Regions from separate parts of the Mus musculus genome. Here regions 1, 3 and 4 are each linked to region 2. The links are chromatin contacts, called in public Hi-C, HiChIP or PLAC-seq and promoter capture Hi-C maps. All regions are on one chromosome and are shown on one strand. The core of a region is the stretch at or near the end of the contact, and the rest is flanking DNA. Distances in the headings are between cores, read along the strand shown. Region 1 holds the start of Frmd4a (FERM domain containing 4A). Region 2 holds the start of Dclre1c (DNA cross-link repair 1C). Region 3 overlaps Frmd4a (FERM domain containing 4A). Region 4 overlaps Frmd4a (FERM domain containing 4A).

Evidence for each region. Promoter capture Hi-C pulls out the DNA fragments that hold promoters and counts their contacts. A called contact is a pair of places that touch in the nucleus more often than the background predicts. HiChIP or PLAC-seq counts read pairs in DNA pulled down with a chosen protein or histone mark.
Region 1: a contact with region 2 is called in a promoter capture Hi-C map of liver, with 2.5 times the contacts expected there. The contact joins the promoter of Frmd4a here to the promoter of Dclre1c in region 2.
Region 3: a Hi-C map of the N1E-115 cell line shows a contact between it and region 2, with 2.7 times the contacts expected there. The contact joins the enhancer-like site here to the promoter of Dclre1c in region 2. A contact is called at or near these places in 2 of 39 promoter capture datasets (both in the 3T3-L1 cell line), 1 of 484 Hi-C or Micro-C datasets (the N1E-115 cell line) and 1 of 115 datasets of contacts at active chromatin or transcription factors (pancreatic cancer cells).
Region 4: an H3K4me3 HiChIP or PLAC-seq map of bone marrow-derived macrophages shows a contact between it and region 2, with 5 times the contacts expected there. The contact joins the enhancer-like site here to the promoter of Dclre1c in region 2. A contact is called at or near these places in 2 of 39 promoter capture datasets (embryonic stem cells and hippocampal neurons), 4 of 115 datasets of contacts at active chromatin or transcription factors (bone marrow-derived macrophages, embryonic stem cells, fibro-adipogenic progenitors and 1 more) and 1 of 9 other capture datasets (macrophages).

What each region holds. Positions count from the first base shown.
Region 1 is chr2:4,151,460-4,158,397 of GRCm38.p6, forward strand. It overlaps Frmd4a (FERM domain containing 4A), which reads left to right and starts at 1,404. Exons shown (of 23, transcript NM_172475.3): 1 at 1,404-1,651. The coding sequence starts at 1,619.
Region 2 is chr2:3,418,475-3,425,507 of GRCm38.p6, forward strand. Dclre1c (DNA cross-link repair 1C) reads left to right here and starts at 5,657. Exons shown (of 14, transcript NM_146114.3): 1 at 5,657-5,852; 2 at 6,890-6,941. The coding sequence starts at 5,744. It overlaps Meig1 (meiosis expressed gene 1), which reads right to left and starts at 655. Exons shown (of 3, transcript NM_001355207.1): 1 at 497-655.
Region 3 is chr2:4,226,637-4,233,554 of GRCm38.p6, forward strand. The region is part of intron 1 of Frmd4a (FERM domain containing 4A); the gene reads left to right. Among named protein-coding and RNA genes, the nearest start is that of Gm39752, 17 kb to the right of the region's middle. Within about 2 kb of position 2,140, at least 28 of the 459 cell types and tissues checked have an H3K27ac peak or open chromatin away from gene starts, as enhancers often do. A contact at or near this core is called in the N1E-115 cell line, where this site is marked.
Region 4 is chr2:4,406,877-4,413,397 of GRCm38.p6, forward strand. All of the region lies in intron 1 of Frmd4a (FERM domain containing 4A), which reads left to right. Among named protein-coding and RNA genes, the nearest start is that of Gm23691, 29 kb to the left of the region's middle. Within about 2 kb of position 3,120, at least 44 of the 459 cell types and tissues checked have an H3K27ac peak or open chromatin away from gene starts, as enhancers often do. A contact at or near this core is called in bone marrow-derived macrophages and pancreatic cancer cells, where this site is marked.

The DNA of each region.
Region 1 (6,938 bases), core at 154-2,653, 730 kb after region 2:
CCTTAGCCCATGGTTTTGAGAACTAGTGGAGGAAAAGTGGATTAATACATGGTTGAGGGTGTAGTGAAGGAAGACTGAGTAAGAAGGTCCACCTGCAGCTTCATCTTGGAGCTGTGTTGGGAGTCGGGTATAAGAGAAGCAGGTAAAAAGAGGGACAGGTCCCATTCCAGGGACAAGAGACAGATGGCGGTAGGTGTAAATGCCATAGGTCAGCTCACGTCTGCTGTGTGCATCAAATGTATGTATGAATATGCCCTCAAGCTCTTGCAAAGACATGGGTGTTCTTAGGTATGGTGACACACTCATTCATGGAGGGGCAGGTTTTGAATTCTTACCACACAGATAACCCTTCAAGCTGAAGGAAGTACATCTGTTCAGGTTCATTCCATTCCAGTTCATTCCATTACACTCCTCTTTGGTATGTTTCTTCCATTGTCTGCTTTTTCCAAGTTGCTGGCAATACTAAATGAGATACCTAGTTTTGGCAGTATAATACACACACACATACATATGCACAAACATACACACAAACACCACATGCACACAAAATCCCCCATTATGCCATAGACACCCATTTATACATATATACACAGACAGGCATGTACACATAATCTCCATTATGCCATACATACTATATACACACTACACTACACACACCATCCACACACGCTACACTTACACACAAGTCCTCATAACACACATACGCAAGGAACCCCCATTACAAATCAAACATACTATACATACATACTACCCACATTATGCACATACACATACACACACACAACTCCTTATAGCACATACCCACACATACATAGCTCCCAAATAACACACACACACACACACACACTGTTTAATGCTCAGCCTCTCTGGAATAGAATCCATACATTTGATTTTGAAAGTTTTCTGGAGAAGGTGTGTCCAAACATCTGATCAAACATCAAAAATTCCAGTTCCCTGTCCAGATGTTGTGTCTACACTGGGTTTAACAAATGGTTATTTTGAAATATGTAAGTGACACGATTTTTTTTTCTGCTTTCTGCATATGGACCAGAAAACCATCTGAATAATGGTGTCAACTGATTCCATTCAGGATCCCCCTTTCTAATGAAAGACGAATAGATGGATGGATCTACTCTCTCACTCCTGAGAGAGCACGCTGCCTAGTGAAGCCGAGAGGCTGGGAGCGCCAGGCAGCAGCAGTTCTGTTTGCCTCTTCTGTTTTGGGTGAGCTGCCCTGTAGTTTGTTCAGACCACTTTTCTTGGCTCAAATACAATACCTAAGACAGAGATCATTTGTCAAGTGAGCACGGTACACTGAGAGCTGTAGGCAGATTATGGAAAGAGAGAGGGAGGAGAGAGAGGGAGGAGAGAGCACCGGAGAGAAGAAAGAGGGGGAAGAGGGCGAGGAGTGGAGCAGACTTCTCCCCGTACATCCTTTCTCGGGCACCTCAGGCACCAAGAATTCAAGTTAGACTGCTCGCGGTGCAGAGGCGCCACCCGCGAGAGGGGAGCCACTGGAGGCTCCAGGCATGGCTCTTTTCATGTGGGATGCTTAAGGACTGCAACACAGACAGAGTAACTTGCAGAGAAGAGAAACTGGCATGAGGATTCCGCCAAAATGGAAGGGCTCCTATCTCCGATGAGAACCAAGGTAAGGGGGACTAAACCCTGGTTTCTTTGCGCGCTCCTTGGTGGTTTAGGGAAGGCTCACTGAAAAGGAAGATTATACTAGCTTTTGTCTCGTTTCGGAACTAGGCTGGCGAATGCAACTGGACCTCTCAAAGAATAGCTTTGCCTCCAAGGCAGAGCTACTACAATCAGTGAAAAGGGGAAGGGGGCGGGGGGCCATCTGTCAGCGTGGACAATGGGAATCTTAGTAAATGAGTTTGCCTCTCGGTTGATTAGACAGCCATATTTTAGCAGGATTTCCAATCATTCTTGCTTTGGGACCGGAGCTGCCCTCCAGCTGTTGGTGTGCTTGCAGGAAGTACGGATTTCTCTGGCTGCGCTGATGTTTCGCAGGATGAGTCCCGCTTTTAAGGCAAAGAGCATGCCCAGCTTTCACTGGAACATCCTCTGGGCTCCTCCTCCGGTTCAGAGCGGAGGATGGGGAAGCCTCTCTATTGAAAGTAGGTTAATGCATTCTGGAGAGCGTTTTGTTCTCAGAAAACTCGCCGACCTGAACAAGAGATTTCAGGGCAGCGCTAATCAAACACACCTTGAACTTGTTCCGGAAGCCTATAGAAAAAAGCTCCAGGAGACTGATCCCAACCTCGTGGACATTTTTCTCCTTGGTTGGAGTTTGCTTTTTACTTGAAAAGGACTGCCTTGTACATGGACTTTCCCAAGGAAAGCTCAGATGAAGAAAGGGCTACTGAATTCATGCATAACTTTGAACAGAGGCTGAAAGTTTTAAATAACGCTAGCAATATTATTTTTCTTAATTGATTAATTTTAAAATTTAGGAGGCAAATAGCTCTTTAAACATATAACAGTGGTGAAATCAATAGGATCAGGCTTTTATTTAACTCGTTTCTTTGATGTTCAGCTAGGGTTAAAAAACAAATAGAGCCTTTTGTCAAGGAAGTGGTCTTGGTTGTTTTCTTGTTGTTTTGTTTTTGTTTGTTGTTGTTATTGTTGTCTGCCCCTTCTAGTTAAGGGGCATGACTGTGACACTTTGAGACAACATTGGAATGTTGGGACATGCATGAAAGCACCACAGCATGTGGGGGTGGACATTCTGCTGGGTTCACCCGTCCTTTGATAATCACCCTTCATTAGAAGGACAGCCCCAGTGACAGTTGCTACAAAGCTTCTGATTCCAGCCCCTTGGCTGGCTAGCTGAGAGATCTCCTTGGAGACCTGTGTGGTGGCCTGTTGTTCTCTCCTCCCCAGGTGATGTCAGGTTGCTTGCAGGCAGTGTCTTCCAAATGTTCTTCTCTGGAGGTAGCAGGCAGAGAGCATACAGTTTTCACAGCTGCAGAGAAAATGGCAAATGCAGTTGGCTTCTCTCTCTTTATTGACAAGCTGAGATCCGAATGCTTGGTGGAATGGCTGTGGAATCTGTTCATTTGGCCAGCTCCTGAAATCACTGCTGCAGACAAACTGTACTCTCCTAGCGGTTCTTGCTGAGGCTGACTATGTCTAGCAATCTGAGCATATAACCCCATACAAGTCCAACTCGCACGGACTTCAAGGGGAGTTCCCTATGGAAATGAGATATACCCAGACACTCCACAAATCAAGCAATGGGCCCATTAAAATGGCATGCTAAAGTATCCAGGAGAAATGGACATCTGTGGGTCAGATTGCGCATGTACTATGTTTACTGGCTGAGTTCTCATCATGGTTGGTTCTTTGACCATCACGTCATCTAGTACACATTGAGATTAGAGGCTCAGGTCCTTCCAAAGTTCAAACCTGATATTACTACACACCAAATGGACTCTGGTTCTGACCCTTCCGTTGCCAGGTTACAAGGGATTTGCCCCTGTGCTTGAATTGCTTCTGTGATTTCCTTTTTAATCTCTTTTATTTCTGACTCTGGAAATTGATATCTCCCTATTTGAAATTTCAGCGTACATTTGAATTTGGTAACCTACAATAAGTCCTGCCAGCTCAGGGAATGAGACCTGACTGCATAAGGATCAAGAACAAAATCCCACTCCTGAGCCTCATCTTCAGTCTCTGAATTGCTGAGTTGTGTGTTGTTGAAATGAGCCAGCGATTTTAATTTGCCAGAGTCTGACAATACTGGTGATCTCTTGCCTTTCTTAAACTTTGATCACACTATGCCCTATTAAGTCTACTCTGGAATGTTTTTTCATGTTGATGAGGATTTAGCTCGAAATGTCTGATTTCCTAGTATCATGGTTGGGCAGACAAAGGACACTTCCTTCAGCAAAATTTTGGTGTGTTATGGTTACTTAATAACTAACTGACAATTTAAAGCAAGTGTTGAGATAAACTGGACATCATGCAGTAATTTCATTGTGCCATGTAATAGACTTAACCAGTCTAAATCATAGGTGCTTAATGCATTTTCATCTTGGGATTTGCATAATTGGCACATAAATATGCATGAGGTTCACTGGAAGGGGCCAAATAGAATGGGCAAAATGGTCAGGCATGCTGAAATTAAGGCTATTTCCAGGAGGACACCTGAGCTTGCTCTGTCTCCTGGGTGGGTGGTCACACTTGACATACCTAGAAACAGACAGGGTGACAGCTGGCTTCCTCTAATAACAGTGTATTGTGAGCCACCCAGGTTTTAAACACAGCTCTGGCCTGTGGCTAGATACTTGGGCTCACTGTTCATGCTTCCTTTTGGATACTATAAACCAGTGGTTCTCGATCTTCCTAATGTTGCCACCCTTTAAAGTAGTCAACATGAAAGTTGCCACCCTTCATGTTGTGGGGACCCCAACCATAAAATTATTTTCATTGCTACTCCATAACTAATTTTGCTCCTCTTATGAATCATAATATAAACATCTGATATGCATGATATCTAGTATGTAACCCCTGTGAAGGGTCATTCAACCCCCCAAAGGGGTTGAGACCCACAGGTTGAGAGCCACTGCTATAAACCAAGCTAGGAAAGTCATTAGGCTGTTGGTTGTATTTTTGACTGTCCCCCTAGCAGGTGATGGCTGGGGCATGGGATACAGGAGCACAGCAAATGATGCTTGTAGAGGCAAGATGGAAAGAAAGAAGGGAAAGATGCTGATTGGATTTCGACTCTTAGGAGGGCAAATAGAAATAATGCTATTCTTTGTTGCCATTGTGTTGCTTGTAAATGTCTCTCTTCAATTCCATTCTTCACCTTCCAACCTCCTCTGTTCTCCTCAGTCTCCTGAGTATTGATTGCATCCAGTGAATGAGGCAAGGGCAGCAGCCTCCTGTTTTCAGTTTCTTGGGGTTCCTCTCTTCCTACTGTGAAATTTTCAGCAAGAACTGGGGGAAGGCAAGGAAATCCAGCCAAGCCTGGCTGTTATGAATGCAAGGAGACAACTGTAGAATGGGGGCAAGATGAAGAAGGAGGGGTGTCGGGAGAGGAGGAGAGAGGAGTTGGGGAAGACAGAAGAAGGGAAGGGGAGATAGGAAAGAACTGGTATGGAGAGGGGAGACAACAGGAAGTAAAGGTAGGGAACCTGAGAGGGGAGGTGCAGGAGGAAAGTGAAACCAGGAAGGGGGAGGAGAAAAGAGAGTAAACAGAAAAGAGAGGGTAGGAAAGAGGAGAGGGGTGGAGTGGGAGGAGGATGGAATAATTGGCCAGACTCCATTACAGCTGTGCTTTGTTAAATGTTTATGAAGTAAAGAAAACACAGGTCCACAGTAACCTCTCTAGAAAAGGTGGACATTGACTTTTAAAGCTTCACAACTATTTCATGTGCTAATTGAAGTTTTTAAGAATACTCACCACACTGCTGTCTTTAATATCTCTTCTGGTTCACAATTACCTACATCCCCAGGGACAGTACATTTTGATGTGTCTGGACCTGTCTTAATTCTGCCTCCAAGACATAAAGACATTGCATCATTTTGTGAATTAAAGTCACTTTAAAAAAAAGGGGGGGGGGGGAATGGCTTCTGGTTTGTGGCATCAAATAACTTTCTAAAGAATATCCTCTGAGAAGAATGGTCTTTCTGATAAAAGGGATACTTAAAAGGATGGGAGGCTGATCTTTTAAAGGAAACTGTCTAAGGGGCTGAGGATATAACTTAGTGGTAGAGAGAGCTTGTGCAGAATGATCAGGGTTCAATCCCTGCAGTGAAACTTGCTGCACGGGAGCTGTCTATAACTCTTCCCCTCAACTCATATTGCAATTTTGGAACTGCATTAAAAATATAGATGTAAGATGGTAAACAATTTTTAAAAAGTCAAAAAAGTGCAATCACTCTGTGGATATTTAGATTAATTATCAGAGAGTGTCTAAAATACATGAAGTCACTTCAAATTTTGTAAACCTGCTTGAATCTTTACCAGGCATCCATGGACCATACTTCCTTAAGTGATCTATTGTATTCCTCTCACTTGATTTATCAATTCCGACAAACTGTTAGACCCCATGAACCAGAAAACTTAAAAAGCATGTCTTAGCCTGTGCAGAGCAAAGCTAAGGAGGCCGTGGCAGATGCTTTCAGCTGTAGTAACCAGGACTTCGCATAAGATTATGGCGAGCTAATGACAGCCTGGGTTTCATCTTAATGAGGACTCAAATTAAAGAGGACTCCCTAGAGCTGGAGAATGACAGGTCCAGATGAAATACAAGGAAATATTTGTTAATAGAAAAATATTACCCTATGAAGTGTTGAAACAGTCTTGAAAATAGAGGCGTCTGAGGCAGGCCAGGAAAGATCCTACCCAAGAACATATAATCCTATGTGACACGCCTGGGAGAGCTGAGGCAGACATTCTGTGTTTTTATGGTGCGGCGTCATGTTTTACCTTAAATCCATGAAGCCAGAAATGGGTTTGTGTGTGAAGCATGCATCAGATCTTCTCACCCAGAGCTACTACACGTTATGTGTTGAACTGCTAAAGTCAATTCAGCAAGCAAGAAACAACCTCACTCTTCTCTAGAATGACCCAGTTAAAGGCAACTGCGGGGTGTGCAAAGGAAGTTGAGGCTACGGCACTACTCATCTGGTTACATTTGCCTGTGGTAGTCAGCTTCCCGTTACTGTGACAGTGTCCTAGGATGACAAACTGTCAAGAGAAAAAGGTTCATTCCACTCATAGGTTTGGAGGTCCAGTGATCTCCTGGAGCTGCTTTTCTAGGGACTGTGGCACCTATCATGGTAGGGGTAGAGAAAAGCTGTCCACCTCACTGCAAGGATAAAAAGCAAAAAGAAGATTCCACAGGACCCTTGAAGGCCTCCCTGAAAGGAAATTAAAAATCTCCCATTAGACCTTGCCTCTGAAAGTTTCCATC
Region 2 (7,033 bases), core at 4,407-6,906:
CTGGAGCTTTTGCCTTGTAACCCGTAATTAGATAACATGCCTAATCTTCCAATCCCCATCTCCTCACCTTATATCATGATTTGTGCTCCTAGCAGGTGGCAGGATCCCTCTAACTACGTGTAAACCTTGTTCGAGATAACGAACATACTGGGACTGTATTCTGAACTCAGTTCTCACATTGGGTCCGAACATCGTTTTCTGAACACAGTCCTCAAAACGGATGTTCATTTTAAAGACGAAAGTACCCCCCACCGTCAAGCACTCCCTTCTGGTCTAGGTGTGCCACGTTTGTGTAAAGCCACCCCGTAAGAGTGTTCTCACAGCTAGCATGCTGTCTGCCAGAAACCGCTTTCTTCCCCCCATATATCACGATGTTTGTAAGGTATAATCTGCTGGAAGAAACTGAACTAGCATCTGAGCCCTGGCATCACATACACATACATACAGTGTGTGTGTGTGTGGGAGGGGGGGGACGGCTCCCGCTATCCGCGATTACCCTCGTTCAGCCGGCCTCGCAGGAGGGCGCAGCGGTGTTCGTGTTCTCTACTCGGGATCTTGAGCTGAGACAGCCAGGGGCCAACTGTTACGGCCGGTGTAACCGGCGCGTCTCCTAGCAACGCCGTGACGCCGCTCGGCCGGTCCACGTGAGCGAGCCAAGCCCAGTTTCCTCCGACCCCGCCCCCCGCTTCTGGGTCTTTGTGCGCATGCACAAGGGCCAGGCTGGGCGAAGAGTTCTCTGCAGAGGGGATTCCCCGGTTGGCGCTGCTCACTAATGCTCGCTGTTGAAAGCGTTTGAGAGAATAGACATTTTACAGGTTCAGAATCCTGATAGAAGTGTGTGCTTGGATCACTAAATGAAAACGTTACCATCTATAGATTTTTTTCCCATTAGTATCTAAACGGATAGTTAATATATCACCTATTTCGGTGAAAAGTGATTAACGATCCGTATTTTGAGTCGAGAGTCACGATGATTGTCTAATAAATCGAGGGTGAAAGGGAAAAGGTCAACGCCAAGTCATTGAAAAGCCCCGGAACCAGTACTTAACAGTGCAGGGATTCTGTGAACTAGTTGTTAAACACAAGCCATATTTTTTTACAGATCAAATTCAGCAAGGTCCTAGTTAAAAGTGTCATTTAACACTAAAGAGGTTTTAAGTTTAAAAAAAAAAAACGGATCTATAACTCTCTAATTTCCTTAGCCAAGATGTATCTCTGAACTTTAGACCTATCTAAACAGTTTATATTCCATATCCAAACAAAGGAAACTCTACTTACACATTTTCCTCTTTGACTAGCTGTTACCTACAATCCTCTGTTTCTATTATTCCATCCATCAGCAAGACCTGTTGGCTTTAATAGCTCCCACCCAAGTCCAAAAAGCCATCTCTTGGCAGTCTCTGGCCACCACACTAATTCCCAACCTTGATCCCCACCCCCATAGCCTGTTCTCCACACAACAGTCAGCACCAGACACTTAAAATCTAAGTAAGATTATGTCAGTCTTGGGCTTGGGCTGTGACCCTGTAATAGCTTTCTATTTTATTCACAGTAAACAAACAAAATAAACAACGAAAGCTTCAGAGGTTTATAAGGTCAGTAAAGCCTTGAAATTTCCATATGACTCTTATAGGTTTGTTGTCTTCCTCGGTAATCCTGGGTCACTTTGCACCAGCCATACCTAGCCGAACAGCTCCTAGCATGCAAATGTGTATGCAGCATGCTCAAAGTGAGGAAATATATTTCACCATCACATTGCCGCTGCTGCCACTATGAGCAGGAAAAGCAAGGTAGCTACGAGGAAGGCACTTCAGAACACAGGCCTTGAATTTAAGTCTGGACTCTGTTTACTGAGAAGACCTTGTGCAATTTACATAACAATGTAACAACTGAACAATAAGAGCCTGTCTGCTTGGGTTGCTGTGAGACAGAAATACTAAACACAGGACACTTCAGACAGCATCTGGAACTCCCCAAGTGCTGGCAACACATTATGCGGGGTAGTCATTCTGTGAACAAGGGTTCTTTGACTGCTTTACACTGTGCCTTAGTGTTCTGCCCAGGAGCTGTAACATTGTAGAGAGCAGATAACTACTTGTTGAACAAATAAATGAGTTTTGACCATCAGATTTCCTAGAGTATGGCAGTGGGCTTCTTTGGTTCCTTACCTGAAACCTCCATAGAATCCTATATTCAGATTTCATGCATGTAAACGTTGTAACTTTTTTTTAAAAGTCTGTCTCTGTCTCTGTCTCTCTGTCTCTCTGTCTGTCTGTCTGTCTCTCTCTTTGTGTGTGTGTGTGTGTGTGTGTGTGTGTGTGTGTGTGTGTGTTGTGTCTGTACATGCATATACATGTGTATGTCTCAGTGAGTATATGCACCTGTGTACAGATGCTCATGGAGGCCGGGGGTGTTGGATCCCCTGGGACTAGAAAGACAGGTGATTTTTGAGCCACCCGATGCAGGTGATGAGAACTGAAGGTGGTCTCTCTGCAAGAACAGTACAAAGTCTTAACTACCAAGCTGTGTCTCCAGTCCTAAACAATGTCCTTCAATTATAGCCACACCCACCTCTCCCTCTCATTCTCTCCAAACACCCTAGCAGTTCCCCTTCACCCTCCATGACTTGTCTCCCTGTCTTAGTTTGTAAAGAGAGTAAACAATTTCTGAACCCAAAATGGCCAAAAATGAACTCAAAAGCAAACACATAATTAATCTGAGGAGATCATACCACAGTGTATGTCTGTATCAAACAACACAGAAGTCTCTGTTCTAGTGTTTGCTGTAGTTGTTTAGTGATGGGTCTCCCTATGTAGCTCTGGCTGACCGGGATCTTGATATGTGAACCAGCCTGGCTTCAAACTCACAGAGATCTACCTGCCTCTGTCTCCCCAGTGCTGGGAACAAAGGGTTTGTGCCACCACACCTGCCAGGCTCAATTCTAAACACAAAACACACTCCACATTGCATAAGCTGTCATGGCACACAACACTGACAAACACTGCTTGAAGTACCTCACATTCAAGAACTCCAATTATTTTTGCTGTACATGCATTTTTTTCTTACATAGAAACAATGACTTAATTATGGAAAGCAAAGACTTTTAATATTTTCCTACCATTATCCTTCAGCGTGTAAGTATATATGGATGGGTTGTATTGTGTTGAAATGTTCAATTTCCAAAATTATCCTTTTAGATGCTGATTTGAGCTTTATAAAAAAGAAAAAATTGCTGGGCATGGTAGTGCATGCTTTTGAGTCCAGTACTCGGGAGGCAGAGGCAGGCAGATCTCAGAGTCTGAGGTCAACCTGGTCTGCAGAGCAAGGCCCAGGATAGCCAGGGCTACATAGAGAAACCCTACCTCAAAAAAAAAAATCAAATTTACTTGGAAATAGAACAGAATTTTCAACAATTTCTGAAATGGTTGTAAATATCCATCTGCCATTTTGTTTGTTGTCTCATTTGTGCAAGGCCATAGTCTCTGCACAGATGATTATAAAATTAGTATCAATTGACTCTAAACAAAATGCTAAAGTTATTCTGCATCCTGAAGCACCAGATATTGTCAAGATTTAATTCTTTCTGTAAAAAGAAACAGACCTGCCCATCCATTAGTAGACTGATTTGGTTTTTAAATATATGTATACCAAAGACTTGTTTTCAAATAGATCTCTTTAGGACTTATTACCAGCAAACTTTTTATTTGCATGCCTGTTTTATATACTTATGTGTCCAGTGTTGTGTAAAACTTCTCAAAGGAAAGGGGTCTCGAACGGAAAAAGTTCAGTCATAAGAATATAAGCATGCATGTTGCTTACAGTGACAACTTGATTCTCACAACTGTTTCCTACTGTGTACGTCGTAACGAGAAAAGCAACGAACAAGTAAGTAAGAGTGAATTTTAGTTTGCCTTGCCTCTCAAGGAGCTCCAACTTCTGAGAAATTCTGTCGACGACCAGACTCAGTGCAGAATGTATTGTCCTGTAGAGACAACCCATCCACAGCAATTGTCCTCCGGTAGTCTAGGAAAGACCATCTTATACAAAACCAAGGCTTTACCGGTACTACTGTGTGGAATGTATAAGTTGGTGTGTATATCCAGAACACTTCCCTCTACTTCCCTGCTTCCTCCTTATGAATATCTGAATGTGAATAGAACCAGGTATTATGACTGCAAGAGTAACCAGATGTTCTCTGACCCTGGCATTCCGACCCCTCTGCTCAGAGCTTACTCCTGGCATCATCCCATGATCACTTCTGCCTCTGTGAAAATATTCTTGTCATATTCTTCATTTTTGTGGCTTTTCAAATGTGCTGAACTCGGATGGCACATCAGAGTTAGCCATGTAACCACTGTGGATCGAGAAACCTCATCTTAAAGGGAAAAAGAGAGTTTATTCTGGGGCCATTTTTAATAACCTTGGGGCTGGAACAGAGATTTGGGTCATCCTAAATTCCATGTTCCAACAAGGAAAGAGTTTCACAGTTTTATAGAAGAAAGTCTTAAGTCAGGTCATATTTAGTGTACATCGGAGAGCAAAGATGAGAAAGCTTTTCTATAGGCCCGAGATGCTATCTGATGACGTTCTTAATTTTTGGGTTAGGTGAAAATAGTGGTCTGCTAAACTAGGAGATTCCAAAAGGTTTTCATCTGTTACTCACAAGATGTTAATTCCAACAGAGATAAACAAGGGATGGCTATTCCCAAGGGCTAGAACTAGCTCAAGATACGATAATTCGCTTCTGGATCTGCAACATTCTAATCTCCCCACAGTACTAAAACCAGTCGCTCAGTTTTTGCAGACACTGCTTCTTTTCAGTTTTCCTGTTTACCTCCACAAGGCTTGCCAAAGTGTTCTGCATAGCAGGGTTTGGAGGTTCCAGTTGATCAACAGTGCTGAGTATCTGAGGAGAACTTGCTAGGAAGGAGAAAATAAATGCCACTGACAAAGTCTTTGGTGGATCTTAGTATGATTACTACACACTTTCCCACCCTGCCCCCCATCCTCTCCCTCTGTCTCTTTATATATCCTTCTGACTTCCTCAAAGTACAACTTAAATGATTACTGGAGGCCAGCAGATCAATGGAATCTTTACTCCCCCCACCCCTGCTCTAAGAATCTATGTCTGAATTGTAGCCTTCAAAATATAGTTAGCTTATATAATACAGAAGAGGGAGCAACTACCAATGGAATCTACTAACCAAGAGTCAGAGGCAATGACTCATCCAATCCTCGTGGTTACCCTATAAAATACAAATTGGGATAAGATTTTTAAAAAAGTGAAAAGAACTCGATCTTCACTAGATCTGAGGAAATGCAAGGCAATATGGTTAAGAAAAGGGAAGCTCTCTGGCCTCCATTCTCAGTTGTGTTTCGTTTCCTGCCTTGGTTCCTCCACAGATGCGGGCAGATCTGCATTGCGCAACAAACACTTCGGTGTCTTTTCTTGCTTTCTGGCAGGAACGTGACTTTCCATGACCAGCCAGTGCTACCCACAAACTACGCACAGCTGTTTCTCCGTGCCCAGCTGGTGCAGTTATTTAAACCAAGGGACTTGGGAGGCTGGATCAGGATTGGATGCCCATTGGCTCCGCCCCTACCTCAAGGGTCCTTTGATTGGATGTGGCTGAGCTCTGCCGGCCTATGGGTAGGCGGTGCGCAGGTTCCCGGAAGTGGCGCCCAGGGTCAGTGTGTGCTTCTGTTTCCGAGGTGGGCTTTGGGTCTAGTGTTCCCGGGTGCGATGAGCTCCTTCCAGGGACAGATGGCGGAGTATCCAACCATCTCCATTGACCGCTTCGACAGGGAGAACCTGAAAGCCCGTGCCTACTTCCTTTCGCACTGTCACAAGGGTGAGTGAGCTCCTCTCGTTACCTATTTCAGGGGCGCTATGGTCTGAAGAGGCAATGGCAGAGGTCGGCACCTGGTGAGGGGAGGACAGGCTGGGACTCCGCGAGGCACTGGGAAGCACTCCTAATGCCAGTTGGCGCTTAACCTCTGGCTTTATTGAGCTCCTGGTCTGTACCACCTCTGTAACCCCAGCTCCTAACCCCAGCTCCGGTTGCAATCAGACCTGGACGCTGTGGTAAGGCAGAGCTGTTAGAAGTGCTGGTTGCTGTCCCAGCGGAGGGTATGTTTGGTAAGGCTTAATTAATTAGCTCATGCCCAAACTTCCCTAATTCTCGTTTATCTCGAGTAAGGAAAACACGTTTCAGAACGTCTACACCCAAAGACATTAGGTAAGAGCGAAATGCCCCTCTCTCACACAGGCACGTGTTTCAGAAGTTCTACATCCCGGAGATATTTGGCAAGAGCCCAAGATCGATCTGTACATCTATCTCTGTCTCTCTGTCTCTCCTCCTCCCTCTCCCTCCCTCCCTCGCTCCCTTTAACCCCCCCCCCCCCACACACACACAAATGTTTCTCACACTATACTCTTGGGTGTGTGTGTGTGTGTGTGTGTGTGTGTACAACCAGTCGATAAGCTTGGCCAAGTGTCCCCCATTTTTCTTCTTTATTATTTACTTATTTTAGGTTGTGGGGCAGAGCTTCACGTATCCTAGGTGGAGTCATATCAGCCCACCCAGGTTCTCATACTCGCACTTGATCTTCCTGCGTATGTCCCCTGACCCAGGTGGGACTTGAATAGCTTTCATCAGCTCAGGGTCTAACCCTTTTTAGTGGTTCCTGTTCCCTACTCTGAAAGGTTCGTCATGTGCAGAAGAGCCAAAGGCCTGTGGGAATCTATTTGCTCAGAATGGTGAGCCTTAGGTAGTTTCTCACAGTAGGAAGCTTACAAAGACAACCCAGCTGTTGCAGGGAAGAGAAATCCTCTAAAAAACCAAATCAAACAAAACATGGTTATGATTTCTAATTCTTTTCCTTGTAGATCACATGAAAGGATTAAGGGCTCCTTCCTTGAAAAGAAGGCTGGAATGCAGGTAATTGGCTTTGTTACTTATTTGTATTTAAGTAGATATCTTAACTGAGAGATAACACCTAGGCAGAACAGGACATACACCCTAGCAGGGTA
Region 3 (6,918 bases), core at 890-3,389, 800 kb after region 2:
GTCCTTCTCAGGTCCACTGTACCTTCCCCAGGCCATGTGCCCATACCACGTGTATGTCACCAACATACAGACAGTGGTGGTGTTCTCAGGTTCTCAGCCTCCCACCCGTGTGTGTGTGTGTGTGTGTGTGTGTGTGTGTGTGTGTGTGTGTGTGTATGTGTGTGTGCCCCTTCCTCCTGAGGATTCTGCCGTAGCAGTGAAACACGCATCCACTAGGCTACCAAGCACTTCTCTCTCGGCCATGTTCTTCCCATCTTGTGTGAGGCGGAGCTATAGGAAGTGTGACTTGCTCATGATCTATGACCAGCACAAATATTCTGTCTTGGTGATCCTGTAGCTTCCAGGTCTCAGGCAGAAATAAGAATATCTTTTAGACAAAACATCAGCTTGGAGCCTCTCCGCCAGTCACTATTCAGAGGGTTTTTCCTCCCCAGTCATCCTTAGGTCTCTGCTATAAATACTCTCCCTGCTGCCAGCAACACGTTACTATTTTATACTTACTGTGTGTGCCACACAGTCACAGTGCCACCCACTCCAGAGACATTTCTGCTCTTCTCTTCCTCCCTGAGAATGTCACCTTCGCTCTCCCAGGGAATAACTGGACTTACTCACGTGGAAGAGTACAAGTCTCACAAAGCAATGTATGCCCAGGGGCTGAATTTATGGACTTAGAAAGATAGCACAAAACACGTTCTAGAAAATACCTGTGTATCTGACCTATGAGCCCTGGCTCTCTGCCATAGGCTGGTCCCATCCAGTCAGTGCACACTATGGCCAATGGCTCCCCTCAAGCGGCAAAGGAGAGATTTTCCCACAAGGGAAAACATTCCAGTAAAACTATACCTTCTTGGTTTTAATGGTTAAAAAGGGTGAATTTTTTTCCACCCTCAATAAATAAAGTGTTTTGAGGCCAAGACTCTCGGGAGATAATCATTATAAAAGCTGCCACAGAAACTAGCATGTTTGAAAACACAGAATGAAGCTGGCCTGATTCCCAGCACTCTGGGGAAGAAGATGGGGGGAGAAGGCCTTTGTTCTCCTACAGCAGGTGACAGCACACCGCTGGACTCGCCAGTCCTGTGTGGGAAATGGTGCTGATAAGCCGCCTCATGTTGTGCATGCATGGGGCTAGCTGCCCAGACCAATGAAGAACAGTTGGACAATGGATGGGAAGCTGGCCAGCAGCAATCACATTAGATACCCTTCCCTCCCCCGTGGAAATACCCTTTGAGAGCCAGCAGCAGATCCTGTGGGAAGAAGATGACACTGGGAGCCAACTGTGACAGGAAGATCAGCTGTGAGAGGAAAGAGATTTCAAGTTCTAGGGGCACTCCAAGAAAGTGGCTTTGAAGAGGTGGTGACAAGACTATAGGGGTTAAGGGGATGAGTCCCCACCACCTTCTTTCTCAACTAGGATTTCCTTACAGGTCTGTGATAGAGAAGACCTCTAATCCACCTTGCCTTTGATACCAATGTATCAATGACGGGGGCCCCGCCCTCCGCCGCCTCTGCGCCGTGTATTATCTTCCTAAGTGAACCATGAGGGCTGAGATAGCGGTGTTTGCTATAAGAAGCCTCCCTTCCCCCTGTGTTATTTTCATGGAACCTCCTAACAGCAGACCTGAACTGAAGGTTAGCGTAGCAGTGCTCAGAGGCAAGACATCATGAAGGAGGATGTAAAAAGAAGTTGTGTAAGGTGTGGGGTCAGATGAAGCCCTGGGGAGCTACTGAGAGTAGTTCCAGAATTAAATAGAAACCCAGGATTCCACAATCCCAACAGGAAAGAAACAGTCAGCATGTTGAGACAGAAGCAAGCCCCCCCCCCCACACACACACACATACACATACACACACCTACAGTGGTCTTCATGAGCCAAACAGCTGAGCCCAAAGACAGATCCTAGAAGACACATGAGCACAGCGCAAAGAGAATCTGGGGGATGGGCAGGCTGAAAGAGGTGAGCAAGGTCGGGCACACTTCAGAGTGACTGTCTCATTCATTGGGATCCCTCCTCTGCTCAGTGACATTGTCAGGCAGATGACACAAAGCCAGGCAGAATGGGTAATCTGCTGGTGACAGAATGAACCTCTAGAGGGAACTGCTGCAGGCTGGAAGGGCAGAGTGAGCAGGAGAGAGGAGAGATGTATGCATTTTCAGCTGCTAGGAAACAGCACCAAGGACTTCACTGACAATAAGCCCTGTGGTGTCCACACACAGCTGAAACCATTAAAAAGACCAATGCTCTCTAGCTCTGAGCACGAAGCTATCAGCTTACGATCAGGACAGGAAGAAGATCTTATCATAAGCATCTTGTAGAGAGTCACATGGCTGAGCTGGGGAGATGGCTCAGTTAGTGAAGTGCTTGCCATGGAAGCTCCAGGAGCCGAGTTCAATTTCCAGTTCCCATGGAAAGGGCTGGGAGTGATAGCATTTGTCTGTAATCCCAGCTCAGAGGAGACAGAGATAAGAGGGTCGCAGGGGCTTGATGGAAGCCAGTCTAGCCATTCAGGGAGCTCCAGATTCAGTGAGAAAGCCCGATGCCCAGGAGTAAGATAGAGACCCATAAAGGAAGAACTCAGTGATGGCCTCAGATCCTGCATGCACATTTCTACACACGTATATGCATCAACCCAGATGTGTGTGTGCAGAGGAACATGTGCATCTATCCAGATGTGTGTGTGCACATCAACATGTACACACACAAAGAAGTAAGACAGGTCACTCTGCTCTTGTCACTGTGCTAAGGACTATTGTGTTTAGAGAAGAAAATTTGAATTTTATTGGAATGGAGCTGAAAGTATTTGTCCAGAAAAAAAAAAAAAAAGACAAGAAAGATGTTGATAACTTTCTTCAGATATGCAAAGAAATCTCATATGATAAAAGGAGTGAGGCTGGGGAGGGAAGATCTGCAGAGAGGAAACTGCATTCAAGTTCTTGACCTTCCCCATCATTAAAATGTTCCAAAACCCACTATTTTCCCAGAAGCCGAGCAGGATGCTGCCTTCCTTACCACCCAGGTGCTAATGCAAGAGCCAGCAACTGTAAAGGGGGCTCGAGCATCCATCAGAGTGCCATATCTTCCTCTCTCTGCCAAGGGGTGTGGTGTGCATCACAAGGCAACCCAGAATGGATAAATAGATGATAGGTAGTCAGACAGGAAGTTCAGGCAGAGGACATCTTGATCTGTTTCCTCGTGCTGTAGTAGACTACCTGAGGCTGAGTTATTTACAAAACGAGCTTCATTATATTTGACCCATGGTGGAAATCAGAAAGGAATTAAAGACATAATAAAGTGAAGTTACAGCAAGAAGGGCATGGGTAGGGGAGCTTATATTTGTAACGACCCATTCTAGTGATAACAGACTCCATCCCCAAGAGAAAGGAAGCAAGCCACTCAAAATGCTCCAGCTGTGTAAGTCTGCCCTTAGGTCTGCCTCTCAGCCTGCCGGACCAGCAGAGGTCAGGGTAAGTTTCAGAAGAGACAAACTATACTAAGACCAAAGCTGGAGAGATACGTAAACAAATGACAGATATATGGATGGATGCAGGACACAGGATCTAATAGAAATAAATAAACAGAACCCAGCCAGGTGGCTCAGGGGCTAGAGGCACTTGTGAGCAGGCCTGAAACCTGGTCCCTATATTCATATTCACTCCCTCTCGCTCTGACACTCACACCCATACAAACACACACACAGATAAATAAATGCATATTTTCTTAAAAGTCTATCATGACTAGCCTAGGAAGACAAGTGACTTAGGACTTAGCTATATTGCATTGGGTCCAGGGCTAACCAAGGCACACTTTCTACTCGCAGAACGGGCAGGCCTGAGTCCTGAACAGAGATGTATACACTTACATAATGTGACTTCCAAACACCCAGCTGTGATTGGTTTGTTCAGTCTTTGATTTCCCTTTTCAATCACCTCAGCAAATCTCTCCACGGGGACTAAATTACTTTCCCCTTTCATAGATAAGGTCATTAGAGTACGGGAAAGTCAGAGGAATTTGCATCCCAGACGGTCAGCCTCCATAGCTGCTATTGTCCTCCCAGATACCAAGGGGACTTTATAAATATAAAGGGATCCTGTTTGCCCCCTTGTAAATAGCAAATAACCCCCACCTCCCCTTTGAGGTACAACAGAAGCTATGGTAACAGTCTCCTTCAAAGATAACTCTTAGTCTCTGTTTCCTCCTCCATTTTAGTGATGTAGCCTAGGTAGTACTGTCGTTTAGATTAGCTATTAGTTGCAAGTGACTTTGAAATCTATGTGGTATATAGACAAATCAAATATGGCCATATCTGGGTGAAAGGGCTTTATGCTTTGATGCCTGTTTCTCATGGAGGTAAACTGAGGTCAGTGAGCCATGGCAGCTGTTTGTGCTAACAGACTTGTCCATTCTGGATTCTACCAAGAACCAGTTTACTGAACACATCAGTCCACGTGGAATTGCTATCAATGAAAAGAAAACTGAAGAAGCCCAAATAGTAACAATAGCAGACTGTAGTTGTGCAAACGGATGCGATGGTCTGCTGTCTCGTTCTATCCTTACTTCAACATCTGACCCCAATTCGAGTAAGACATGTTGTACATCTCAGAGTATCTCTCACCCCAAACTACATGCCTACTCCAAACCAACCGCTTCCGATTTGCCTTCAATTTTCCCAGCATTAACACCAAAATTCCCAAGCCCAGAGGAGCCCCCTCAGTCTCAGGCAAACAAGAATGGTTTATTCCCAGCATTCACACACCATAAGCATCTGGAGTCATAGTCACATTGTTCTGAAGCTGGCAGAAGCAGAAACCTCCACACTCCAACTAAGATATCAAGAAGCTGAGCTTAAAGTGGCGGAGTCCTTTACCTCCCGGCGGCAAACTGGCAGAGGCAAGCCTGTGTTCTTCCACACTCAGACAAGTCAGCAATGACAGCTTTTGTTTTATTTTTAGAGATGGGGAGGGGGTCTTGCTATGTAGCCCAGGCTAGCCTTAAACTCTCTATTCTCCTGCCTCAGCCTCTCAAGTGTTGGGATCACAGGAGTGGACCACCAATTCAGGTAATAGGTGTTTGTCTCCGTTGGTGCTCGCTTGTGGTTTTAAGGAAGCATACACATCTATATAAGCTCTCAAGGGGGATCCATGAGTAAAGGAATTTGCAGATAAGCTTTCTTTGCCATGTTAAGACAACTAAATAACTTTTCTCAAGAAAAGGGGGGGGGGGAGACAAGAAAAAAAATCAATCCTTTAGATCATTGTTGAAAGCAGCCATGTTCCTATGAGCTGAATATGAAGAGAATTTATAATAAAATCCTCCCTAACTACAGATTCTCCCAAATGCTCTCAGGTCGAGATAACCCTTTCTTCCCTTTATGAAGCAGAAAATATAAATCAGGTACTGCAGTTTGAGCCTGGGTCCTTGCACACGCATACTGATACACACTTTACCACGGACCTATACCCAAACCCCTTTGTTGGTTGCTGCATTTGAGACAGGACGTTGTTCTGTAAGTTTTTCAGGCAGGCTTTAAATTTGTGATCCTCTTCTTCAAGCCCCATGTAGCTGGGATTTCAGGTGCAAACCACCAGCCCTTGCTAAGCTGCAAGTCATTAAAAACTAATTTCTCTTAAGAATAAGTTTTTCCGTAACACATGTTGAAAATGCATGAAAATTCAATCATCAATCCAATGGACTTGCTATTCATATTAATGAATTTTGAGGCACTGTTAGAAGCTGAGTTATCACAGCTGACCACATGTTCTCTCTGTAAGGACAACAGAAGCTAATACAGTGCAAAGATACTTTTGTTTCCAGGATTCAAAACCACAATGAGCTTTGTGTTCGGCCCTTGATTAAACAAACAATTAATCAGCATTTCCATCCCCGTTTACCTAATTAGGTTTTCTTCTTTGCAAATAAGACAGGGTCACATGTCATTTTGATTTATTTCCATTTCTACCAGTGTAAATACAAATGTACCACAACATGACCTGTGGAAGATGAAGGCCTGTGATTTGAAATAGGAAGGAGAGGGTCAGGAAGGCTGAGGCACAGTGGACTTGTCATAGAATATATTAAGGTCGAAGGCAGAGGATTTGGAAACAATAACACAACATAAAATAAAGGGAGCCTCGGTGCTAATGAAAAGATCAACACTCTTGCATGCTGGCTGTGGTCCAAAAAAGTGCAAAAGCTCAGAGCTGTGAAATGAATGGATTCCTCGCGCTGCAGCGGAACAGTTAATGCAAATTCCTCCAGGTTCATGAATCGCATTTGGGATCAGGCAGATGGTCCATCCCCAAAACCACGACTCCACCAATTTCACAGAGAGCAGGTTTTCACAGGACAGTGAGCACAAATGAAGAGATGGAGAGAGAGAGATAGCTACCCACAGCTCACTCTGTTCCGCTGGCTGCTATGTTTCCTGTGCCATTGTGTGAGGCAGTCTGTCTTCCCAGCATTCCCAGGGGCACAGAGTTGCAAGGCAAGGGTGAGCTTCTGAGACCTGTTAAGTCTCTCTGCCTTTCTGAGGTTTTCTGATAAGGAAGTCTGTCCCCTGTGAAGTGCCAGAGCCTCGGGCAGAGGGTGTTGAGTGATCGCATGAGGCTCTTGGTTGTACTGGGTTCCTTGCACACACCATCTGCTTTGGTGTCGTGACACTAAGAGGGAAAACAAACAGCAGCATGGGTGGAGCCAGGATTCAGCTGCTTCTCTCTGTTACTACATCACAGCTTTATCATCTCAAGATAGAAGTTTTCTTTTACTAAGTTTTTCAGAGATGTAAAGGTATTTGCTGATCCACAGACAGATGGTGGAGTGATTAATAAAGTTGAGGAGAATCAATTAGTTTTTAAAAAAATACTCTTTTACAGCCTTTCCAGAAGATTTTATGTTCTGCATGTATGGGAGGTCAATAGAT
Region 4 (6,521 bases), core at 1,870-4,369, 990 kb after region 2:
GTCCCTATTGAATGAGCAGTGCATGAAAAAAAAAAAATGATGTGTAATGGGGAGTTAGATTGATGCTGTATGGCGGCAAATGGAAATCAGAATGGGAGCGTCTCCAGGCTGTGCCATTCATAATCGTAAAACACACAATTAACGCTCTCCCCACATGCCTGTAAAGAGACGAATCCAAACTAGGGACCCAAAGAGTGCAGAGCCATCTGGATCTGAGTGACACACCTACACAAGCTGGGTAACTCAGGGCTGGCTTGCTCACTTCCTGGCTGCCTCTGACCACCCTCCAGTAAATATCCAATATTTATTTCTGTGTTGCTCAGAGAGAGAAAGCAGAGAGGGGGGAGGTGGTGAGGACACGAAGCAGACTCAGAGCTGAGCACAATGTGAGGCAGTGTTCTGCCTTCTCAATCCCCCTTTATTGGGTCCGTTGAGTGTTTGGTAACAGAAGAACTATAGAGTGACCAGTGGCACAGATGTAGCCTGCAAGACTTGGCAAGAGTGTGGAGACATGTGCAGAAGGTGACAGACGATGTTAAGAGCCACAGCTATGACTGTGAGGGCCTCAGGGTGCACCCAGAGCTCAGGGCAGCCTGCACAATATATCTGCATGTGATTGAACCATTGAACATTTTGGGGAGAGAGCATTATAGCAATGAAAGAACTGTAGAGATCACTTTTATCAGTGAGAAGATATTCACATTGAGGAGCCTTGCCTACTGGACCAAGGCAAACATCCCTGCCTTGTGGCAGGTATTTACACGATGCATCAGAGTGTGACAAACACAGTGTACACTGTGGCATCTTCTCTGGGTTTGTTATCTAGCCAGGTCTTCCACCTTCTGACTGTAAGACCTGTAGTGAGCTCCCAAATCTCTCTTAGCTTTAGCTTCAGTAAGCGAAGTCACATTCAGAGGCTTGCATGAGAGAACAGCTACGAAGCACCTGAGATGCAAAAGGTGTGCAAGGTGTTTAGCAAAAGACACGAGGGGTCCATGAGGTGGGTCAGTGGGTAGAGGTGCTTGCCATCAATCGTGATAGCCTGAGTTCCATCTCTGGGGCACAAACTGGAAGAGAGCACTAGCTTCCAGGAGACTGCTGACCCTCACATACATGCAGAGTGTGTGGCTCTCCCCACATGCATGGATGGATGGATGAATAGATAGATGGATGGGTAGATAGATAGACAGAATGTTAATTTTTTTCAATAAGAAATTTTGTCTCTGATCTGCTCTTCTGACATTGGAAGGATCAACAATACTAACTCTGCAGAGATTTAGAACATGTTAGGGGTCTAAGAAGAAATGTAGACATAAAATAAGTCATACATTTTCCCTTATAATGCTGAAATGTCATAGAAAGGAGGACAGTGGGGACAAACATTAGCTGACATATTTGTAAAAGTCACCCCAGCCTTTCAGAGAGAGCTCGTGCAGGAAAACACATGACCCTAGCCATCATCATTACTGGAAACAGGGAAACGTTTATTTTAAAAAAAAGGTAGTTAATGGGAATGGGGGTGCCCAGTGATGTAATGGGGGCGTGAGGGAAAATAACCGGGAGATAATGAGAAAGCCTGAGGCTGTGTCTGGGTCTCAGTACATTAAGAGGCATTAAAATAGAGGAAGAAGGAAGGAAGAGAGGAAAGATGATTTGGGCTTTGTGCTAGTGGGTTGCAGCCCCTTACCTTTCTAAAATAATTCTCCAGTTCTCAAAAATGATCAGAAAACTCACAGGCCTTCTAGAGTAGGTAAAATTGAAACTGATGAAGATCATATTGTCTAGTAATGTTAACTGCTACTTAGCATCGAAAGGGAAAGGGAAAACTCCTGTTACGGGCTTCAGATGAATCAGCAGGTGAGGGCCCTTCGTGTCCAAAGTCCAGAGTTTGATCCTCAGGACTCAAAGGTGGTAGAAAAAGAGAACTGACTCCCCTACGTTGTCCCCTGACCCCCGCATAGCACAAGCGTACCCACATTCATAATAAGCAAACAAAGAACTAAACAGGCACTTGAACAGTTAATAAACCTTTAATAATTAATGTACTGCATTAATAGTAGAAACCGTATTACAACCTGAAAATGCAGGATGCTTTTTTGGAGCCCCACCCCCAAATTGCCTCAATCACCCAATCACACTGAAGATCCCAGGATAGTATCCCTGCAAAATGAGAAATTAATATGCCAACTTACCTAGATGATCTGCATACTTGGCCAGTAAAATGAATCACAAGCAATGCCAGGCTTCCTGGTGACGGACTGACTAGATGCATAGACTAAAAGTGTTAACATGCATAAACAGAAAGTATTTATAGAACATTCTATCTTCTTGCTTCCAAGACTAGGCTATATTTGAGGGATAACCTATGGCTATCTTTTTGCCTAGACAGGGTGGAACATGTCTGTTATTTCACAGAGAAATTATAAGCTGGTATTTGTGTGTGGTTCCTTCCTTTCTTTATTGTGGAAAACATGGTTTTTGTAGTCCGCAACAATTTGGTTTGTGTCCCTTCCCGTTCCCAAGGCTGTAGCTTAGTCAATAGAGATTCCAAACTCTTTTAATGCTGAGTTCTACAACTTCCAACTTGGAAAGATAGCCAACTATTCAGAGAATAATACCCAAAACACAGTCCTTTGTTTCTTCTGTAGCTAGAGTGTTTTTGTCTTGCCAGTAGAAATGACCACACTCCAAGAGGAGGAGCAAACACTCAGCGGGAAGATTCTGAACTGTAGGCTTTGCATGGCCATGGTTTGGGTTTTATACTGAGGAAAATGGCTGCATGCTAGTGCATAGGAAAGGAGGGATGAAGCGCCCAGGGTCCTGTGGTCTGCAGGGTTAGCTGGAAGGTGAAGATGCCAATTGCCAGGCCAGTGTCTCCTGCCTTCTCCTCTGATCCTCTTACATGGGGTCACCTGTCTGTCACACCAGCTTCGTCATGGCTGCTTCTCGGTCCTGTCCATTTCTCCATGTTCTTTTCCGAACCCTCAGATGATGTCCCAGAGTTCAAAAGATCTCTGCTGCCTTTCTCTTTGTTACTGGGAGCGCCACCTGTGGTTTTCTAATCACTCCTCTTCCTCTTCCTCGTGAGGCTTTAAAATCATTGTCCTGTGAGGGCTGACTCACCAGTCTGCCTCCCCACTTCCTTTCAGTTGCAGAGTCTCAGCTCCCCCTGCATTGAGCTTCTTAGGATTACTGTTTCCAAAACCAGATCTACCATTTGTCAGTCTCTTCAAGCAAGGTGTCTGCTCCCACAATCTTGTCTCAGGATCTCCCCTCTCCTGAGTCATTATAAAACCACTACAATATATCCATTCACCACTCTCTGGCCCCAGCTCCACTCATAAACACTCGCGAGCGCACCCTCTCCTCTGTTCCTTGTCCCCTTCCTCATCTGTGTTCCCTGTAGACCAAACTCCTCAGCATAAAACAAAAGGCCCTTCACATACTCCGGCAGCTTATTATTTCTTAAACTTCCTTTCTTCCATTGTCTTACACACACACACACACACACACACACACACACACACACACACACACACACAGAGTCTTTCCTCTGACCTTGGACTTAATCCTGTGGCTGAAACATATTGTTCATTCTTTGGCTGGAGCCTTCAGTAGTACCTCCTGACCCTCTAGGTCACAGCTTTTTGTTGTGTACAGATGTTTGTGTGTACAGATGTGTGTGTGTAAAGGTGTGTGTGTGCACATATACAGATGCATGTGCACATGTAAGCACATGCATACGGAGACCCAACACAGACCCAACGCATTTTAGTAGGGTGTTAGTAAGAACACACTTGTCCTGGAGGAGCTTGTAGCTAAAGAAGAGGCAAGCAATAAACATAATCGATGAATAAATTATTAGGATGCTGAGGGTGGAAATTGCCATGGAGATGAATAAAGCAGTTGGAGGGAAATGGGAAGAAGGCATCACTTTATTTCACCCTTTGTGTAGTGTCCATCTGTGGATATGTGGATATGCACACATTGTGTGTGTCGGGAGGGGCTGTGCATTGCATGCATGTGCGTGTTTGCATGGACACCTGAGGTCAGCATCAAGTGTCTTCCTCTGTCATCATTTTCCATCTCTTACTGAACCTAGAGTTCATCAGTTTGGCTAGGCTGAACGCCTAATGGACACATCACTGCTTCTGAGGACTGTTTCATGTGTGCTGGGTTCTGGATTTGCATGGCAAATATTTTACCAACTGAGCCATCTTCCACATCCTTACATTGCAGTTAACACAAAGAGTCAGGGCTGGAAAGTGGTAGAGCTCTTCCCTCGCCTGGTGAGGCCCCAGGATAAATGGAGGCAGAAGTGTGACTTCAGGGAACAGCAAGAGACTGAGGGTGGCCGAGGAGAACAGATGGACAGTGGAGGTCACATGGGCGTGGATAGGACCCACGCTGAAGAGCAAGGCAGAATGTGGGGGGCGGGGGGCCTGTCCCACCGAGAGGCTGCATGGGACTGGTTTGGGTGTTTCTAGGGTAAGTCTGCAGGGGTGGAAGTGAGTGCAAGTGTGCAGCCAGATGGCTGTTACAGAAACTGAGTGAGTGAGACCACACTCTGGGTGGCATCACCACTGGGCAACACAGGATTTTCCAGCAGGCTACCTGTGGGATTCGAAGATAAAAGTGAGTCCAAGATTTGGGAGCAAAAACCAGATGTGGATGATGGAGTTGCCCATATCTGTGAGGAAAGACTTGGTACAGCGGGGCCTTAGACCCTGGATTCCTCTTGGGATCTGCAACGCTTATGTCATTTAACAGAGTGGATATGTTGAGGGAGTGGTGTTATGTGTGATTTTATCTGGGGTTTATCCATGTTTAGACAATGTTAAAGCATCAGGTGGTACACATCTGTATTTGAAAGATCATGTTTCAAGGCCCAACTGGGCTACATTAAACAAAGTCTTGTCTAAAGAAGAAGAAAGGGGTCTACACTATATAGCTCAACGGCCCAATTCTCCTGAATCTGACTGTGTTTGGGGGAAAGCATATTATTTGAAAAGCAAGTTAATTTTCCAAAGGACATAACACTCTTTTGAGATGTGTTATTGCATACACTAAGCCTCACCTGTGTGATGGTCTTCTTTTTTTTTTTTTTTTTGGCATGCAAAAGGCCTATCTCTTAACTCCCAAGTCTTCTGGATCTGTTGACATATTATCATTATCATTATTATTATGTTGACTTCTATTGTGCAAATTTAATGTACAAATGTAAACTATACTGTTGGACGTTTGGGCACATCATCTTTTTCTTCAGAGACAAGGTTGCACCGTGAGGTACAGGCTGAATTTGAACTCTTTGTGGAAAGTTTGGCATGTATCTGTGCCCATGAAACCATCACCCCATCAAGATTGGGGCCAGGGAGATTGCTCAGATGATAAAGGCGCTTGCTTCCAAGCCTGGCAAGCTGGGTTTGATTCTGGAATTCCTGAAGTGGAAGGAAGAACCTAAGTCACGCAAGATGCCCCCAGCCATCCATGAATGCTTCATGGCATGTGCATGTATAACCGACACACACACATGCACACACACACACACACACGCACGCACACACACACACACGGGGGGGGGGGGCTGAAAAATCAGCTTCATATTTCTAATCTAATTTTTAAATTTTCTCTTTTTATTTCTTACCTTCTCTTGTCTCCTCTCGCCCTTCTGGCTGTTCCCCTTAATCTGTCATCTTAGTTGAGAATCTTTTGTGTTTTAAGTTCTGTGCTAGGCACTAGGAAATATGTGAAACTGAAGTCACTATCCTGCCACCCATGTTTGTCCTGGCTGAAAATTCTGGCCCTCCTGATATCACTGACAAATTCCAGCCTCTTTTCCAGGTCGTTTTCAAGAACAGAGTGTTTGGATATCCAAACCCTCTGAGTGGCATGCATGGTAAACTCTTTTAAATCAAAACGCAGCAAAAGATCAGAAACCTTGTCATAAATTAAACAGTTCTGATCTGGGGGAAACCTCATCTTTTGTCTCTCCTTGCACAGAAAGAGCCCAAACAGTAGGGTAACTCTCAGCCTCTTTTTCTACAAGGCATCAACATCATAATTACCTCCTGCGGGAAGCTTTTAGAAACTGTTCAGTGTCCAATTAGAATTTTTGATTTGAATAACAGATACAATATAATGTCTGTATTTCTGTAACTGTACCCTAATGCTATGCTCCCTGCACAGTTTAAGCACTCCCGTTTGATGGGACTATAGCTGTTGAAGACTCTGCTTTGTTTCCAGCAACAGCAGTCCCACCTGGAGCCTGCAGATCTTCTAGTGAGAACCAGTCTCTCTCTCTCTCTCTCTCTCTCTCTCTCTCTCTCTCTCTCTCTCTCTCTCTCTCTCTCTCTCTCTCCCAGCCTGATTCATTATTCCCACTGCTAAATGACTTTGAGTAACGGTAGGATATCTCTGGAACTTTCATCTCTCTAGAGCTGCTGAGACCCAGTCAGGAGCCCAGACGCAGGTCTGGTGTAGGGTGCTGCACAGGGCAGGCAGCCAGCAAGGAAACCTCCCTG